Linked DNA regions of Gossypium hirsutum: region 1 is linked to region 2. Evidence: chromatin contacts called from public Hi-C data. All regions are on one chromosome and are shown on one strand. The core of a region is the stretch at or near the end of the contact, and the rest is flanking DNA. Distances in the headings are between cores, read along the strand shown.

Region 1 (5,226 bases), core at 245-2,744, 140 kb before region 2:
CATCAACTTAACTCTAAAACCCAAATTTTATACTAAAAAGTTAGCACTGTTAGAGGTAAGCAAAACTCGAGTCGACTCGAAAAAATCAAAAAAAAATTCGAATTTCGAGTTAAACGAATCGAGTTATTCAAGTTAACTCGAATTTTTTTCGAATTTCGAGTTCGAATCGAGTTGAGTTTTCGAATTCGAATAACTCGAATAACTCGAATAACTCGAATAATTCGAATATCAAACTATAATATTTTACATTTTTACCCCAAACTCCCAAACCTTTTTACTTTTCCCTCCAAACTTTTACTCCTTCCCACTTTCCCTCCAAAACTTTTACTCCCCTCCCCTCCCAACCCCCCAATCTACCCAAAATCCATTTCCCACCAAAATTTTACTCTCCCATTTATTTTTTCTCAAAATTTTACTCCCCAAAACCCTCAAAACCTTTTATTTTCCCCCAAAATTTTTACTCCCTCCCACTTTTTCCCTAAAACTTTTATTCCCTTCTCATCCCACCTCCCATCTATCCCAAACCCTCCCCCCTCCAATTTTTTTTTAATATTTTCCCTCCAAAATTTTACTCCCCCCTATTTACTTTCCCTCAAACTTTTATTCCCCAAAACTTTTTACTTTTCCCCTAAACTTTTACTTCTCACCCTTTACTCTCAAATACAAAATCAATTTATCCAAAAAAAATCACTAAACATAAATAGTAATAATTTTATTTATATCTACTATTTATATTATTAAATTAAATTTCACATTTTATATTATTTATATTATTGAATTGTTTAGTCATATTGAATATTTATATTAAAATTGAATTATTAATTATGCCATAAAATATTCGTGTTAAAATTTTATATTGGTATCAATTTCACATTTTATTTTTAAAATAACTTTTATTAAACAATCATATTTTTACATTTAATATATTTTTTAATTCTAAAATACATAGTGACAAAAATATGAAGATAATTGAAACAACTAAGCAAACAAAGAAGCTAACCAGTATATAAAAAATTAATAAATAAACTATGAAGTGATGAAAGTTAATAAAAAATTTGATTAAGGTGGACGAATTTTATTACGATGGGTGACAATGGTTACAAGGACCCAAAATTATTTTTTAAAATTTAACTCGAACTAATATATTCGATTCGATTTGATTCAAATTCCATCTCACACGACTCAATTCGAGAAAACTTCAAATAAAGTTAGGATGATAAAATGAGATTCGAAAACTCGATTAACTTGAAAATTTTCGATTCGATTCGATTCGATTCGATCGAATGCTCACCCCTAAGCACGGTTACCTTTATGTACCAAAATGTTTAATTTTTATCAAATACAATACTAAATTATTTATTAAACCAAAGGAAAATTGCAAAGGAAATCCCTAAAGAAACATAATGGGTTCATGTTTTACTAGTTTCATGTGGCCCAACTAGAATCCAACCCAAAGTCGATAATCCAGATTCTGGACCAACACCAACGAAGGACACTTCAATGGAAAGACAGAAAAAAATACTGCCGAACCTTATCCATCTTCCAGCCATTTCCCATTTTAATTCCTTTCAGAATATCCCATTTCTTTTCATTGTTTCCATTGGTCATCCATTTCTTCTCTTTGGAGAAATATGTCAGCTCCTACACTCTCCATGGCAGCCGGTGTTGCAGCTGTCTCTTCTTCACTCTACAATAACACCAAACCCTCCTCTCTTTTTTCTTCATCAATTCACTTCCTTCCTTCAAGACTTAGCTCTAAGCAGTTAAAACCTTCCAACCTCAAAACCCAAAGCCTCAATTCCCTTCCTTTGTCTCTTAACTTATCTCTCCCACGTCTGCCCTGCTTTTCAGCAGCTTTTGACAGCTTTCAAGTTAATGAAGATGACCAAAGCAGTGGAGAAGAATACTCAGAAACAGAAACTCAAGACCTTGAAGAACAACGACAACAAGAGGAAGCTGAAGAAGATAAGGTTTCAGAGTCTGGCGGTGAAGAAGGAAAGTTGTATGTTGGGAATTTGCCTTATTCAATGACTTCTTCTGAGTTAACTGAGATTTTTAGTGAGGCTGGTAGTGTTGCTAAAGTGGAGGTTTGTGGATTTTTTTTTCTTATTGTTTACCATTCGATTTTGGGTTATCCTACTTTATTTTCCTTGTTCTTTTTTTTTTCTTTGGCTAATGGTTTTTTCTTGTTTAATTTTGTTTAATAGATTGTTTATGATCGAGTTACGGATAGGAGCAGGGGATTTGGCTTTGTAACAATGGGGAGCGTTGATGAGGCCAAAGAAGCAATTAGACTGTTTGATGGATCTGTAAGTTCAATAATAGAGTTTTATTTTGACTTTCTACATTAGCCATTGCTTGAACCTTCAATTCCCAATGAAATATTATAAATGTATAGACGAAAAGACCATAAAGTAGCTTCTCCTTCTTTTTATCACTAATTTGTTTGCATTGCCTGATTAAACATTTGGTGTTGACTGTTAGAAGTACTTCAGTTTGAATTCCGGTTTTAATCATTATCTCAACTTAGTCTTAGATTAACTATGTTTATCTGTTATGATATCAGAGCAAATATTGCTCTAAAGAGCTAATATTTGGATCCTGCATGATTGATCTTCTTCTAACGGTCAACACTCCTAAAACCACACAAAAACCCTCTACTCTTCCATCCTCTAATGTCAGATTCAATTAGATTATATGATTATTAGGTTTTCAATTGAAGGGTATTTATTTGATTTTTGGAGCACCATTTATGTGGGATATTCCATTTTGACTTACTAGTAAACTGTTTGTTCCTAATTGCTAACAGCAAGTCGGAGGTCGGACAGTGAAGGTGAACTTCCCGGAGGTCCCAAGAGGAGGTGAGAGGGAAGTAATGGGACCAAGGATTCGGAGAAGTTACACAAGCTTTATCGACAGCCCTTACAAGATCTATGCGGGAAACCTAGGTTGGCGTGTCACTTCAGAAGGTCTCAGAGACGCATTTGATAGCCAACCAGGCTTGTTGAGTGCTAAAGTCATCTATGAAAAGGACACAGGAAGGTCTCGTGGTTTCGGATTCATTTCCTTTGAGTCAGCAGAGACCGTTGAGTCTGCGCTAACTGCCACGAATGGAGTGGTAAGAGTCTGTTACTGAATAACTCAGCATTGAAGTTTGTTTCCCTTTTTAATGTGTGTTTCAATATGGTCATGCTTGTAGGAGGTTGAAGGTCGACCTCTACGATTAAATATGGCTGCAGATAGAGCTCCACGTACTCCTTTGCCTGCCGAAAATAGTCTTGAAAGCAGCGAATTGGTTTCAGGCGTCACTGTTTGATAGGTATACTAAAACAAATAGGTGATTTTGAAAGGAGGATCTAGAAAATTATGCAGATATATTACCTTTCACTTCCAGATTATGTTTCCATAAATATCATTTTCCACCTTATTCAAGAACTGATTAAAAATGTGTTGCATGTAAATCATAGAGCGAAGGGAGATGATTCACTCGACTTCTAAATTTTGGACTATATGTAGTTCTACATTGTTTGAGTTATGCATATTATGACAATTCCAAAAGCAAAAATTCCCATAGACATCCATTCTGATTTGGTTAGATAGTCACTTTGATTCTTTCTTGTTGCACTAAGGTTGAGTTGGCCAATTATGAACTTTGGGTCTTGATAAATTTCTTGGCAATTCCCATGAACCATGATTTGCCTAACGCACGAAATACCTAAAATTGCAACCAGAAATACCTGCAAGTGTTCTAGCTGAGCAATGTCACGGATATCTTTTGAGCAAACCCCTCGGATTCCTTGGGGGTCCAATATGGAGCGGTAAGGTGTGGTCTTGGTCTTGAGAATTTTCGGTCAAGACCGGGACATCAGCATCCTGAGTACGCATCTTGATGACAGGACAGGGGTCTTAGTGAACTTCTGGCTAGACCAATCCTTCATTGGCGGAGAATGATAAATTTGTTTGGAGAGATGACACAGAGAAACTTCTCAATAAAAAAGGTATACGAATTCCTTTGGGAGGAATGGTGATAATAACAAGAAGTGGAAAGCCCTTTGGAAACTCAACCTACCCTTGGAAAATTTGTAACCATTATCTCCTGCGACAGGCAATACGTCTCTTCCTCGAGGGCCATATGGTTTGGATGCCCTCTCTTGCTAGCCTTAAATTTTAACTATCATCTTTAAAAATTTTAGAATTTTATCTTGAGTATTTAACAAATATATGTGCATTAGGAGTACATAATAAATTAAAATTTGAAAGAAGCTGATCGTATTGTTTATTAGTTGATATGCCGAATGCTGTTTATTTCCTTAAGCCAACATTCAGAGTTTCAATTTCTTAATATATTAAAATATGACAAAAGCTTATCGTATCAGTTAAAGTGGTGTTGCATTTTTTTAATGTTTTGTTTTATTTTTTGAATTTTTTCATTTTTTTTTTAAATTTTTATACTTCTTTATTCATTTTGAATAAATATAGAGACATGATTGTTTAAATTTAAATCAACATGGAGAACCACATTCCAAATATGTATTTTTATAATTTATTTGAAATTATTTTAGAAAAGATTTTTGGCATTTAAACCAAAGTGTTAAGTGGCAGCTACCATTTATTTAATTAAAAATTAAATTCCTCTTCAGTCACCCACCATGGTTGAATTTGATTCCGAAAGCAAGAAACTGGCAAATATGTATATTCAGGAACCAGGTCACCCACGAACTATATAATATAATATAATATAATATAATATAATGGAACACTATTTCATTTAATAAACAGTAAAATATATGTACTAGTAACAAAGAAAACAGAAAAGAATTCAACCAAAAAAACTAGTTACACGGAAGAATCTATAAACCAATCCAAAGAAATAATAAGATGCAAAATCTCGAAATCTCAATGAACAATACTGCATAGCTAACATGTCAACCTAAGGTCAAGCAGTAGGTGGAGCTGGTGGGGTTGATGTGGGATTGTTGTTACCACCGCCGCCGCCACCGCCATTGTTTTCCCATGGTCTAACAGTGAACAACACCACAAATAAGACGATCACCAGCAACAGTATGATAGCATAACAAGTCCATTTCCGGGTGTTTTTCTGGTAATTCCTAGCTGTTTGAAGCCTCTCAGTTCCTCCTCTCACAAATGAATTAGCCCTATTCACATGGCTCTCGATATCATCCAATTGCTCTCCTTGAGCCTGAACCAGCACCGCCATGTCCAAGA
Region 2 (5,233 bases), core at 2,648-5,147:
TACCTGTGATTAAAACGATTGAAATCCAAAGAAAGATGACATTGTGTTTGACCTATCTCACCAAGTTAAATTAATTGTAGAAATTTTCATATAATTAATTTAGTTTCACAAGATTAAAAAGTAAATACAATATATGTGCATACTTAAGGCACATATATATGGATGATCCAATTCAAATAATGTGAATTATATTTCTTTTAACCTCTTTGTTTTCCCCTTTCTATTGCTCTTTTCATCCTCTTTTTTTATTTGCTCAACAAAAATTTGTTTAACCCCCGCCCTAAATTTTCCATCACAACAAGCAATTTCCTGGGTTCTCCTGCTTTCTAATGGCTCAAAGCTCAAACATTTATTGCTTTATTCCATAAAAGAGGTTGGAATCTAAAACCCCATTTGGGAGTTTTTGGTATCTCTCCCTATTGGATGAGAAAAAAATCTCACAAAGAACTAAAAAAGGTTCCTCTCTTGAGCCTCACCATTGTAGCAGTTATAATCATTATTTTGATTTTGTTGACTCATTGTTATAAACAAAACCCAGAAAAGAAAACCAAGGGAAAAAACCTAGATGATCAAAGATTAAAGATGCTAAGCTATCTCTTTGAAGATTCAGCTATTCGAGATGAATGTTCGGGAAGAGAGAAAAAAACAAAGGGATGGATAAGGAAGGTTGACATAGTTGATCTCTTGTAAATCAAATGTGAAGAAGATTCAAAGGGAAAAAAAACAGAGGTTTAAAAGAAGAGAAGAAGGCACAAATAGAGGTGCTCATGGGCCGCGCCGGGATCAAAAAAAAATTTCGGCCCGCGTCCTAGGCCCGGACTCTGCCCGGCCCGAAATATGGGCCTGAAATTTTGTCCAGGCCCGGCCTAGGAAAAATTCCTAAGCTCGAGTCCGGCCCGACTCATTTTTTTAATAAACACCAAAATTTTATTTTAAAAATAAAAAATAAAAAAATTATTTTAAAAATATTTTAAAATAAAAAAATAAAAAATAAATATTTATTATATATTCCGGCCGGGCCGGGCCCTGCCAAAAAAGTGGTGCCTGAGGCCCAGCCCGTTTTCTAAACGGGCCTCATTTTTTGCCCAAACCCATATTTTGGGCCTATATTTTTACCCGAACCTTCCCATATTTCGGGCGGACCGTCGGGCCAGGCCGGGCCGGGCCGCCCGGCCCATGAGCACCTTTAGGCACAAGGCTCTTTAATTTTTTTTATAATATTTATAATAGTTTTAGAATTTTTACTACTTTTTTAAAAAGTAATTACTTTTATATTTTTATTTATTTTTAGAGATTTTTATTATTTTTTTAAGAATTATTGCTAAGAAAATTGTTAAAAGTATCAAAATGATATTTTAGTTATAGTTCAATGGTCAAATTAGTTATTAATCCTTTAGATTAATGTATCACGTCATCCCCTTAACAGAAGAGTGATTAAAATGTAACAATTTGATCATGTTAGAAATTATTACGTAAATTTTAAAAGTTAAGTGACTGAAATGTAATTTTAAATAAATTATAGTAACCGTTAGTATAGTTTACTGAATAATTATTTGTAGTTTAGGAGTAATTATTTTAGATAGAGCACATCCAAGTCATGCTCCGAAGGTTGTAGTCGAGGAGGCGGACATTAGGGAAGGCCTATATTGTCGTTATTTGCTTCCACATTGTGGAACGACAACACAGTGATCGACTAATTTGGTATGTGACAACCTAGCGTCGATTGATTAACCGGGCTCATGAATGTTGAGAGTGGTTTGAACACTAGCGTCGAGAATTTATTAAGCAATCCAAGACCATTAGTTTGACATGGATCCCCAATACATGGTTTAATTTAGGGCCAAGGAATTACTATTCTTTTATCGCGACGATGTGTATCCAATTTGCCCAAAGACATCGACATCGAGTAACCATCGAATTTGAAATCAGCAGTTCAAGAGCAAGCACGTGCCACGTCCGTTGATGAGCCTATGCCAAAACTGGCCCATCCTGAGCCAGACATTGGCTGGCAATCGTAGTTCTTGTTGACATTAACCTTGTCAAGGCAGTAGTCATATCCCAAATCCTCTTCAAGTTATTTTTTATTAGAGTTTATATGTTATGTACATTATAGATATTAACTTTTATAAATTTAAGAAAATAGCTATTAACTTAAAAAAACTATTTTACATTATCACTTAAAAATAATTTATTAAAAAATCAAATATTTTTATATTAAATTATTAAAAAAATTAATCCCCCAACGTAGTATCTTATTCTTAATATATATAGAGAGAGAGAGAGAGGTGAATAAAAATAGAGATATAAAGCTATAAAAGACAAAATCTCATTCTGGTTTTCCGACAAGTGATGATGAAATCTGTTTTTACTATTTTAAAATTTTGTTGTCGTCATTCACGTACGTTATAATAATCTCTAATATATAGTTTTATAAAAAAAAGAAAAGAAAAGAAAAAGGAAACAACAAAAACAGAAGGGCTCTGGTGGGGGGTTGATGAATTAGAGCCTCAGCAACCCGGGAACTCAATTGTGCGGGCCGTGAACAAGCTCCAAAAAAACTGGCGATATAAATTACCAAAAAGAATCTCAACCGTCGATCACAATGTTGGGCAACAATCATGCTTTGATAAAATAACGCCTAGATATCTTTCACTGGATCTGAGTCACAGCCTATTAGAACCCAATTAAACGCGTAAAAGATGTTGCATTTGTAACGGAAAAACCTGTCCTCTTCCTTTCTTCATTTTTCTGTTTTCTCTTTTTCTTTCTTTTTTTCCCTCTTGAAAGGGGAGAGAAGAAAAGAAAAAAAAAAAAGAAAAAGAAAGCCGGAAACTTTAGCTCTCTTTGTTTCTTCTTTGATTACATAAATTAATAAAAACCCTAATTAGGAAATCTCAAATCTCATTATATAATACCTTTTCTTTTCTCCATTTCCCTTGGCTTTTTTTAAAAAAAAAAAATTCAAATCATTGTGTTTGGCCATTGTGATTGTTTATTTACATTGGATTCTTGAAGGTTTCTTCTTCCTTGTCTTCTTTTATAACGATCATTGCTAACTGCATATTGAGGAAGGATTTGAGATTAAAGGGTCAAATAAAATTTCATTTTCTTTTTCTGTTTTTTTGATGAAATTGTTTACCATTGAATCATTGGTTTCATTGGGTTTTTCCCAAATTTAAAGGTGCTGAGGGTGGTTTGGATTGGCGAAAGCTCCATTTTGATGGTATTTTTCAGAAGCCAAAACAACAGAACCGTATAAGGATTAAGGAGAAAAGAAAATGGGAGTTTTATAATGTTATGACATTTGGGTGGTTATAGATTTCTTGGATGTTGGGAGAAGGAATTTAGGGTGTGTGGAAATTGAGAGTCGTTTCGGTTTTTCCAGATGGGAAATGTTTGTGCTACATTAGGGATCTGCTCAGTATGCGCGAGTTGTTGCGGTCCTAAACCAGCCGAAGAGGATCAAAAGAAAACCGACAACGAAGGTGAGAAGTCCGAAACTAAAGAAGCCGAAGCTGGCGCCGCAGCTGCTGACGGTGCCGAGGTTCAGAAGGACCCCCCTGAAGAGATGAAGATTGTGAAGGAAGAGAAAGGACCAGGAGAAGAGACCCTAAGCCAAAGGCAAAAATCAAAGGTTACCCAAAGACAACAATCGTCTATGACGAGGCAACAATCAATGTCAATGTCCACGCCTATGCAAAGACAACAATCAACCCTCCAAAGACAACAATCAAAGGTTACCCAAAGGCAACAATCTAAGGCTCCCCTCAAAGACTTGAATCCAAACCATCACAGGTTGCAGTTGCAGCAGCGACCGCAGCGGTGGCGGGGAAGGAAGAGGCTAAGGCTGATGCTGCGAAACCTCGGAAGCCTCATAATGTGAAGAGGCAATCATGTGCAGGGCTGAAGGTGGATGCTGTGTTGCAAACCAAGACAGGTAATTTGAAGGAATATTATAACTTGGGGAAGAAGTTAGGGCAAGGCCAGTTTGGGACAACTTTTCTTTGTGTGGAGAAAGGTACCGGGAAGGAGTATGCTTGTAAATCTATTGCCAAAAGGAAACTTGTGACTCCAGAAGATGTTGATGATGTCAAGAGGGAAATTCAGATAATGCATCACTTGGCTGGCCACCCTAATGTTGTCACCATCAAAGAGGCTTATGAGGATTCCGTGGCGGTTCATGTTGTCATGGAGCTGTGTGCCGGGGGAGAACTCTTTGATAGAATTGTACAAAGAGGGCATTATTCTGAAAGAAAGGCGGCTGAACTAGCAAGAACGATAGTTGGTGTTGTGGAAGCCTGCCACTCCATGGGAGTAATGCATAGGGATCTTAAGCCTGAAAATTTCCTTTTCGTTAATGAACAAGAGGATTCACCCCTTCAAGCCATTGATTTCGGATTATCGATATTCTTCAAGCCTGGTATGTTCAAAATCCTTGTCTTTTGGTGCTTGATTTTGGTTTATGGTCTTCTATTCTTTACTGAGTCATGACAATTTAACTGCAGAAAAGAATTTCGATATCAATGGAGTTGTCTGCAAGTTATAATTTCACTTTTTTATTGCAAAGGAAAAGGGCATTTCTCAATTAGAAATTATAATATCTTAAAAAGAACTTCATGGATAACAAAATGTTTTATCTTCACATTTACACTAAGAAATCATATTTAAATTGATGTATCGCTTCGAGTGATTATTTATTTTCTGCTAGAAGCAAATTATAACCAACTGAAACTTTATAGGTAAAATTTGAATATGATGTTCAGAATTGTATATGCAGTATACTTTGATGCTAACCGGACGTCAGTTTTTAATTACTTGAACCCAAGGTATAAGATATGGGCATGCGTCCGACATGGATATATTATTTTTTCTTAGGTTTTTAGTATATTTAGAGGATCGTTCTCCAAAACCAATGTTTGAACTTATGTCAGATTGGAAATTTAAGAAAAATAGAGTCCAGATAACATAGGTTAAAAGCCGGTTCATTTACAGGGAAAAACAAATTGGAGAATTCTCCGGAATGTTGTGAACCTGTCTGTGCAATAAGCAATGGTGTTGTTTTCTAATGAAGGTCCTATAATTTCAGGGGAAGTCTTATCTGATGTGGTTGGAAGCCCATACTATGTTGCACCCGAGGTTTTGCAGAAGCATTATGGTCCAGAAGCAGATGTGTGGAGTGCTGGAGTGATCGTTTACATTCTCTTGAGTGGGGTACCTCCATTCTGGGGTGGTA

Evidence for each region. A called contact is a pair of places that touch in the nucleus more often than the background predicts.
Region 1: a Hi-C map of leaf shows a contact between it and region 2, with 2.7 times the contacts expected there. The contact joins the promoter of LOC107899408 here to the promoter of LOC107899414 in region 2. A contact is called at or near these places in 9 of 34 Hi-C or Micro-C datasets (callus, hypocotyl and leaf).

The regions. Positions count from the first base shown.
Region 1 is chrD04:32,056,987-32,062,212 of Gossypium_hirsutum_v2.1, reverse strand. It overlaps LOC107899408 (RNA-binding protein CP33, chloroplastic), which reads left to right and starts at 1,494. Exons shown (of 4, transcript XM_016825113.2): 1 at 1,494-2,087; 2 at 2,208-2,309; 3 at 2,810-3,118; 4 at 3,200-3,575. The coding sequence starts at 1,632. The coding sequence ends at 3,316. LOC107899409 (syntaxin-121) reads right to left here. Exons shown (of 2, transcript XM_016825114.2): 2 at 4,750-5,226. The coding sequence ends at 4,937.
Region 2 is chrD04:31,922,816-31,928,048 of Gossypium_hirsutum_v2.1, reverse strand. It overlaps LOC107899414 (calcium-dependent protein kinase 1), which reads left to right and starts at 3,897. Exons shown (of 7, transcript XM_016825117.2): 1 at 3,897-4,420; 2 at 5,087-5,230. The coding sequence starts at 4,111.